Regions from separate parts of the Mus musculus genome. Here region 2 is linked to region 1. A link is a contact called in public promoter capture Hi-C data. All regions are on one chromosome and are shown on one strand. The core of a region is the stretch at or near the end of the contact, and the rest is flanking DNA. Distances in the headings are between cores, read along the strand shown. Region 1 holds the start of Myo19 (myosin XIX). Region 2 holds the start of Smg8 (smg-8 homolog, nonsense mediated mRNA decay factor (C. elegans)).

Region 1 (2,700 bases), core at 82-2,581:
GTACCCCATCACCCAAGGGTCTCTGGAGACTCAACTGGAAGCTGATCTTGAGAGGGAGGCCAGTCAGGAGACCACAACAGCGCATTTAAGTTAGAATCCAAAGCTCACAACCTTCTTAGAATATATTACAGGAGCTAAGCCTCATTTTTATACAATTGCCAATGGTATAATACCATACCACAAAGCGCAAAATTATGGCTCGTACGGGCGAGACCTGCGAGAGAGCTTGGTAAATGCTGGTTATTACTTTGCAGCGTCAGCTCCTGGTTGAAGTCAAATCAGATCAAAGCAGTTTTCTCCAGTTCTCCTGCTCCCTCCTCTTCGTGGTTACCACCAAGAATTTCTGGAAAGGGTGTGACCACAGTAGGCAGAGGAGAGTAATGAGTATGTGAAGGACCAACCAAGTCAAGGCAAGTGGTAACCAGATTGCCACCCTCTCCGCCTCTGCTTCGGATTTCTTTTTGTAAGAAGTACAGAAGGAGGGCTATAAGGAAAAGAGCTGGGTCCTGGGGGGTGAGGATGGGGGCTCAGCCTGCTTTGCTCCAGATTCCTGGACGGATCCAGCACTTCCAGCACTGGCAGCGTGCCCAAGGTGCCCAGGGCCGGGATACCACTCCGGAAGCACCTGGTACTGAGAGAACGCGTCCTTTCTGGGAAGGTGGCTATGACCCTAGTCAAGGGCGCAGTTTCCTTAAGTCTCTCCCGCCGTCCCTGGGTAGAACAAGGAAAGAGACGTCCAGCCTCGGTCAGCCAGAAACACCCCCTTTCCGGCCCCCTGCTGGCAAGCTGAAAAGTGACCGTGAAGGTCCTTGCCCTGGGCAAAAGCCACGAGCTGTGTGTTACCTCCTCCTTGGTCATAAGAGGGTAAAAAGAGAAATGCTGAATTAGAAAGTGAGACGCCTCCTTCTGTTTTAGCTGAGCGACTCACCGACCTCCCTACCTCCTCAGGCGGTGTGGGATTTTGGATCTAGGTGGAGAGTGGCACTCACCGGTCCCACGGCCCGGGCGCCCAGCGTGGTAGTCCCAGCCCAGGCCGATTGGAAGGGCGGGTGGGCAGGGTGAGGCAGCGGGAAGAGCCCGTGGAGGAGAGAGAGCGCGGGAGCGGCCGGGAGAGAAAGCCGGGAGCTCCAGGCCGCCTGGCGGAGCACTGCAACCGCGGCTCGATGGCCCGGAGCCCGCCGGCTCCTCCCCAGGGGCGGGGCGTGCACACGCGGCGCGGGACGCACGTGGCCCGTCCCAGGCCGCCGGCTCCGGCTAGCGGGCTGTTCGCGAGGTGAGGTCTATTGAGTCCGGGGTGTGAGGTGTGGCGTTTCCGTGGCCTCCCGAGTTCTGGGTGGGAAAGTGCGGTTCCCGAGAGCCCTTGCGCTGCTCTGCTGCAGGTCGCGGTGCCCGAGGCTGACGCGGGCTCCGGGGACCCTCTACCTAACCCGCCTCGCCCTGGGGCGGAGGGGAGACGCCCCTCCCACGGACCCGCCGCGCGGCTAGGTCTGGAGAGCACCCGGCCCAACCCAGCTCAAGACCCTGAAGGGCGTGGGGAGTTCGGCGGGGTGCGGACTGTTGCCATCCCCGGCGGGGGCGCGCGGAATCTGCGGTCCCGGAAGAACAGGCTGAGCCGCGACGGCCGGAAGCGCGGCTCGCGAGGCGGAAGCGGAGGGTGCCCGCAGTTTGCGGTGGGAGCCTGTTCTGTCCACGCCGGAGACCCTCAGTCGTGGGCAGGGCGTGGTTGTGGCCAGGTCTGCCAGGAAAAAAACTTAAAAGGCCAAAAGAGCAGGGCCACTTACGGTGAGGTGCTGGTGTATTGTCAGGGACATCAATTCACATCTGACTGTCGGATGTGTTCTCTCAGGGTGCAACTTTTCAGACATTAAAATGTGACAGGTTTTAGGTTGCATTAAAAAGAAGCCACTGGCGCTGGTATGCACTGTGCATCCATTCTGTCCACCTGCTTCTTAATCTGAAAATATGGCTGTGTGTAAAATAGGAAAAGAGCAACCCGAGGCTCATGCATTCTTTATGTACCCAATGTTGAAACCAAGGGCCCTAACTCTAAAATACATTTACAACTTCTCTCTCTCCCTGAAGTCGTCCCCCCCCCCCCCCACACACATGGTTTGTTGGTGGTGGTGGTGGTTTTTAGACTTATTCATTATGTATACAGTGTTCTGCCTGCATGCCAGAAGAAGGCACCAGATCTCGTTATAGATGGTTGTGAGCTACCACATGGTTGCTGGGAACAGAACTCAGGACCTCTGGAAGGGCAGCCAGTGGTAGCACATGCCTTTAGGTATTGCAGGGGATCGGGGAGGTAGGTGGATCTCTGTGAGTTCAAGGCCAGACTGATCTACATATTAAGTTTCAGGATACATGGCCAGACACTGTCAAAACCCAACAAACAAAAAGAGCTGGGCAGTGATGATTTTAATCCCAGCACTCTCATGGCAGAGGCCTGAATTTGAGACCAGTCTGGTATGCAAAACAGTTCCAGGACAGCCAGGGCTACACAGAGAAACTGTCTCAAGGAAACAAACAAAAACAAGACACAGTTGTTTGGGAGCTAAGCAACTTTTGTTTTGAATTTGCCTTATATTGAAGATAAAACTGTGTACTAGAACTTTCATACTTTTCGTGTGTCACTGTTGACTTCTTCCTATAATCTTAGGTTCTAGGAGAGTCAGGACAGTTCTGTCCATGAATTGAAAC
Region 2 (2,700 bases), core at 48-2,547, 2.2 Mb before region 1:
CCTTGGCTGTCCTGGAACTCAGTCTGTTGGCCAGGCTGGCCTCAAATTCAGTTCAGAGATCCACCTGCCTCTGCCTCCCTAGAATTTTCTACAATTCTTTTGTTGATGTTTATCTTTTTGTTTTGAAACAGATTTTTTTATTTTTTGGTTTTTCGAGACAGAGTTTCTCTGTGTAGCTCTGGCTGTCCTGTAGACCAGGTTGGCCTTGAACTCAGAAATCCGCCTGCCTCTGCCTCCGGAGTGCTGGGATTAAAGGAGCGTGCCACCACGACTTACAGTTTTCTTACAGTTCAGACTGGCATTGAATTTGAGACATAGCTCAGGATGATCTTGAACTTCTAATCATTCTGGCACCTCCCAAGTGCTGGGTTTGCAGCATGGGCCACTATACCCAGTTTATACTGGTGCTGAGGATAGAACACAGGACTTCCTGCATACTAGACACGTAGCTCTCCACCTCCACGTCTTCTATTTCTTAAAGATTAATTTTGGAGTGTGTGTGTGTGTGTGTGTGTGTGTGTGTGTGTGTGTGTGTGTTTTGCAGGCCATGGGTGCTGCAAAACAAGAGCTCCTTTTCTCTGTAAGAGCAATATCTGAATGTTGGAATCACAGAAGTGCAACAATGTGTTTGGTGCTCTCGCTCCTCCCTCCTGTCCTTTCTTTTTTGTTTTCTTTTCTTTATGGAGACAGGGTCTTGGTATGTTATCAGGCTAGCACAGCTGCTGTGCTCAAGAATCCTTCTTCCTTGCTGGGTGGTAGTGGTGCATGCTTTTAATCGCAGCATTTAAGAGGTAGAATGGGGGCATGGGGGAGAAAGGAGGAAAGGAAGAAAGGAAGGAAGGAAGGAAGGAAGGAAGTTAGGAAGGAAGGAGAGGGAGAGAGAGAGGAGAGGGAGGGAGGAAAGGAGGAAGGAGGAAGGAAGAAAGAAAGAAAGAAAGAAAGAAAGAAAGAAAGAAAGAAAGAAAAAGAAATTAAGAAATTCTCCTGCCTCAGTCTTCAGAAAAGGTGAGAGTATGATCAACCACCCACGCTGAGCTGTTAGAAGAATCAGTTGGAACTGTTGTGGGTTTTGGCGTATTCTTTAAAACTGAAACGGCAACCAATCTAGCTTTCGATATCTTAAACTCGAGTTGAGTAAACGTAGCGCTAAGACCTTGCAAGGGACACGAAAAGGCAAAGGGGTGGAAGGGAGTGTTGGGGGGAGGGACAGACACCCGGAACTCAAGGACTAACAGGCGGAGGAGGGATTTCACAATAGGACCGGGTGGGTTGGGATCAGCGAGGGACCGGAAGAACGCTAGAGGAAGCTCTTTCTCCGCCATGGCGGGGCCGGTCAGCTTGCGCGAGCTGCTCATGGGGGCGTCGGCCTGGCTGGGCTCTGAGAGTCCTGGAGGCCCCTCCGCTGAAGGCGGGGGAAACGCGGCTGGCACGCCCGAGCCCCCGTGGAGGGAGGATGAGATCTGCGTGGTGGGAATCTTCGGCAAGACGGCTCTGCGCCTCAACTCCGAGAAGTTCTCTCTGGTGAATACTGTGTGCGATCGACAGGTTTTCCCACTCTTTCACCATCAGGATCCTGGAGATCCAGGAACTGGAATCAAGACCAAAGCTGTCTCTGTCGGAGAGGCGGGAGGAGCCGGAGACCCCGGGGCTGCAGCCGGGGATTCACTTCGCGGAGGTATGGCTACGGCGGAAGGTAACCGAGCTGAGCCAGGTCCCCAGGACTTCAGTCTTTTGCAGGCCTATTACAATCAGGAAAGCAAAGTTCTGTATCTTATTCTCACTTCCATCTGTGACAACTCACAGCTTCTGCGTGCTTGTCGGGCCCTCCAGAGCGGTGAAGCCGGAGGGGGCCTCTCTTTACCTCATGCAGAAACACACGAGTTCTGGAAGCATCAGGAGAAGTTACAGTGTCTCAGCCTCCTTTACCTCTTCTCTGTCTGTCATATCTTGCTCCTGGTCCATCCGACGTGTTCCTTTGACATCACTTATGATCGTGTATTCAGAGCCCTGGATGGACTGAGACAGAAAGTACTACCCCTCCTCAAAACAGCCATTAAGGATTGCCCAGTTGGCAAAGACTGGAAGTTAAACTGCCGACCTTGCCCACCTAGACTCCTCTTCCTCTTTCAACTCAATGGGGCCCTTAAGGTGGAACCGCCTCGGAGCCAGGATACAGCTCATCCAGATAAACCCAAGAAGCACTCTCCCAAAAGAAGGCTGCAGCATGCCCTGGAGGACCAGATCTATAGAATCTTTCGCAAGAGTCGAGTCTTGACTAATCAGAGTATCAACTGCCTCTTTACGGTACCTGCCAACCAAGCTTTTGTGTACATAGTCCCCGGAAGCCAGGAGGAGGACCCAATTGGCATGTTGCTGGACCAGCTTAGGAGCCATTGTACCGTGAAAGACCCAGAATCGTTGTTGGTGCCCGCACCCCTTTCTGGACCTAGGCGGTACCAAGCGATGAGACAGCACAGCCGCCAACAGCTCTCCTTCCACATTGATAGCAGCACCTCGAGTTCTTCAGGCCAGCTAGTGGATTTCACTCTTCGAGAATTCCTGTGGCAGCACGTGGAGCTGGTCCTAAGCAAAAAAGGTTTTGATGACAGTGTGGGCAGGAACCCACAGCCTTCCCATTTTGAACTGCCCACTTACCAGAAGTGGATCTCTGCAGCAGCAAAGTTGTATGAAGTGGCTATC

Evidence for each region. Promoter capture Hi-C pulls out the DNA fragments that hold promoters and counts their contacts.
Region 2: a contact with region 1 is called in a promoter capture Hi-C map of pre-B cells, with 6 times the contacts expected there. The contact joins the promoter of Smg8 here to the promoter of Myo19 in region 1. A contact is called at or near these places in 2 of 39 promoter capture datasets (cranial neural crest and pre-B cells) and 1 of 115 datasets of contacts at active chromatin or transcription factors (large pre-B cells).

The regions. Positions count from the first base shown.
Region 1 is chr11:84,878,801-84,881,500 of GRCm38.p6, reverse strand. It overlaps Myo19 (myosin XIX), which reads right to left and starts at 1,331. Exons shown (of 25, transcript NM_025414.4): 1 at 990-1,331. It overlaps Pigw (phosphatidylinositol glycan anchor biosynthesis, class W), which reads left to right and starts at 1,216. Exons shown (of 2, transcript NM_001077636.1): 1 at 1,216-1,273.
Region 2 is chr11:87,085,374-87,088,073 of GRCm38.p6, reverse strand. It overlaps Smg8 (smg-8 homolog, nonsense mediated mRNA decay factor (C. elegans)), which reads left to right and starts at 1,297. Exons shown (of 4, transcript NM_024262.1): 1 at 1,297-2,700. The coding sequence starts at 1,321.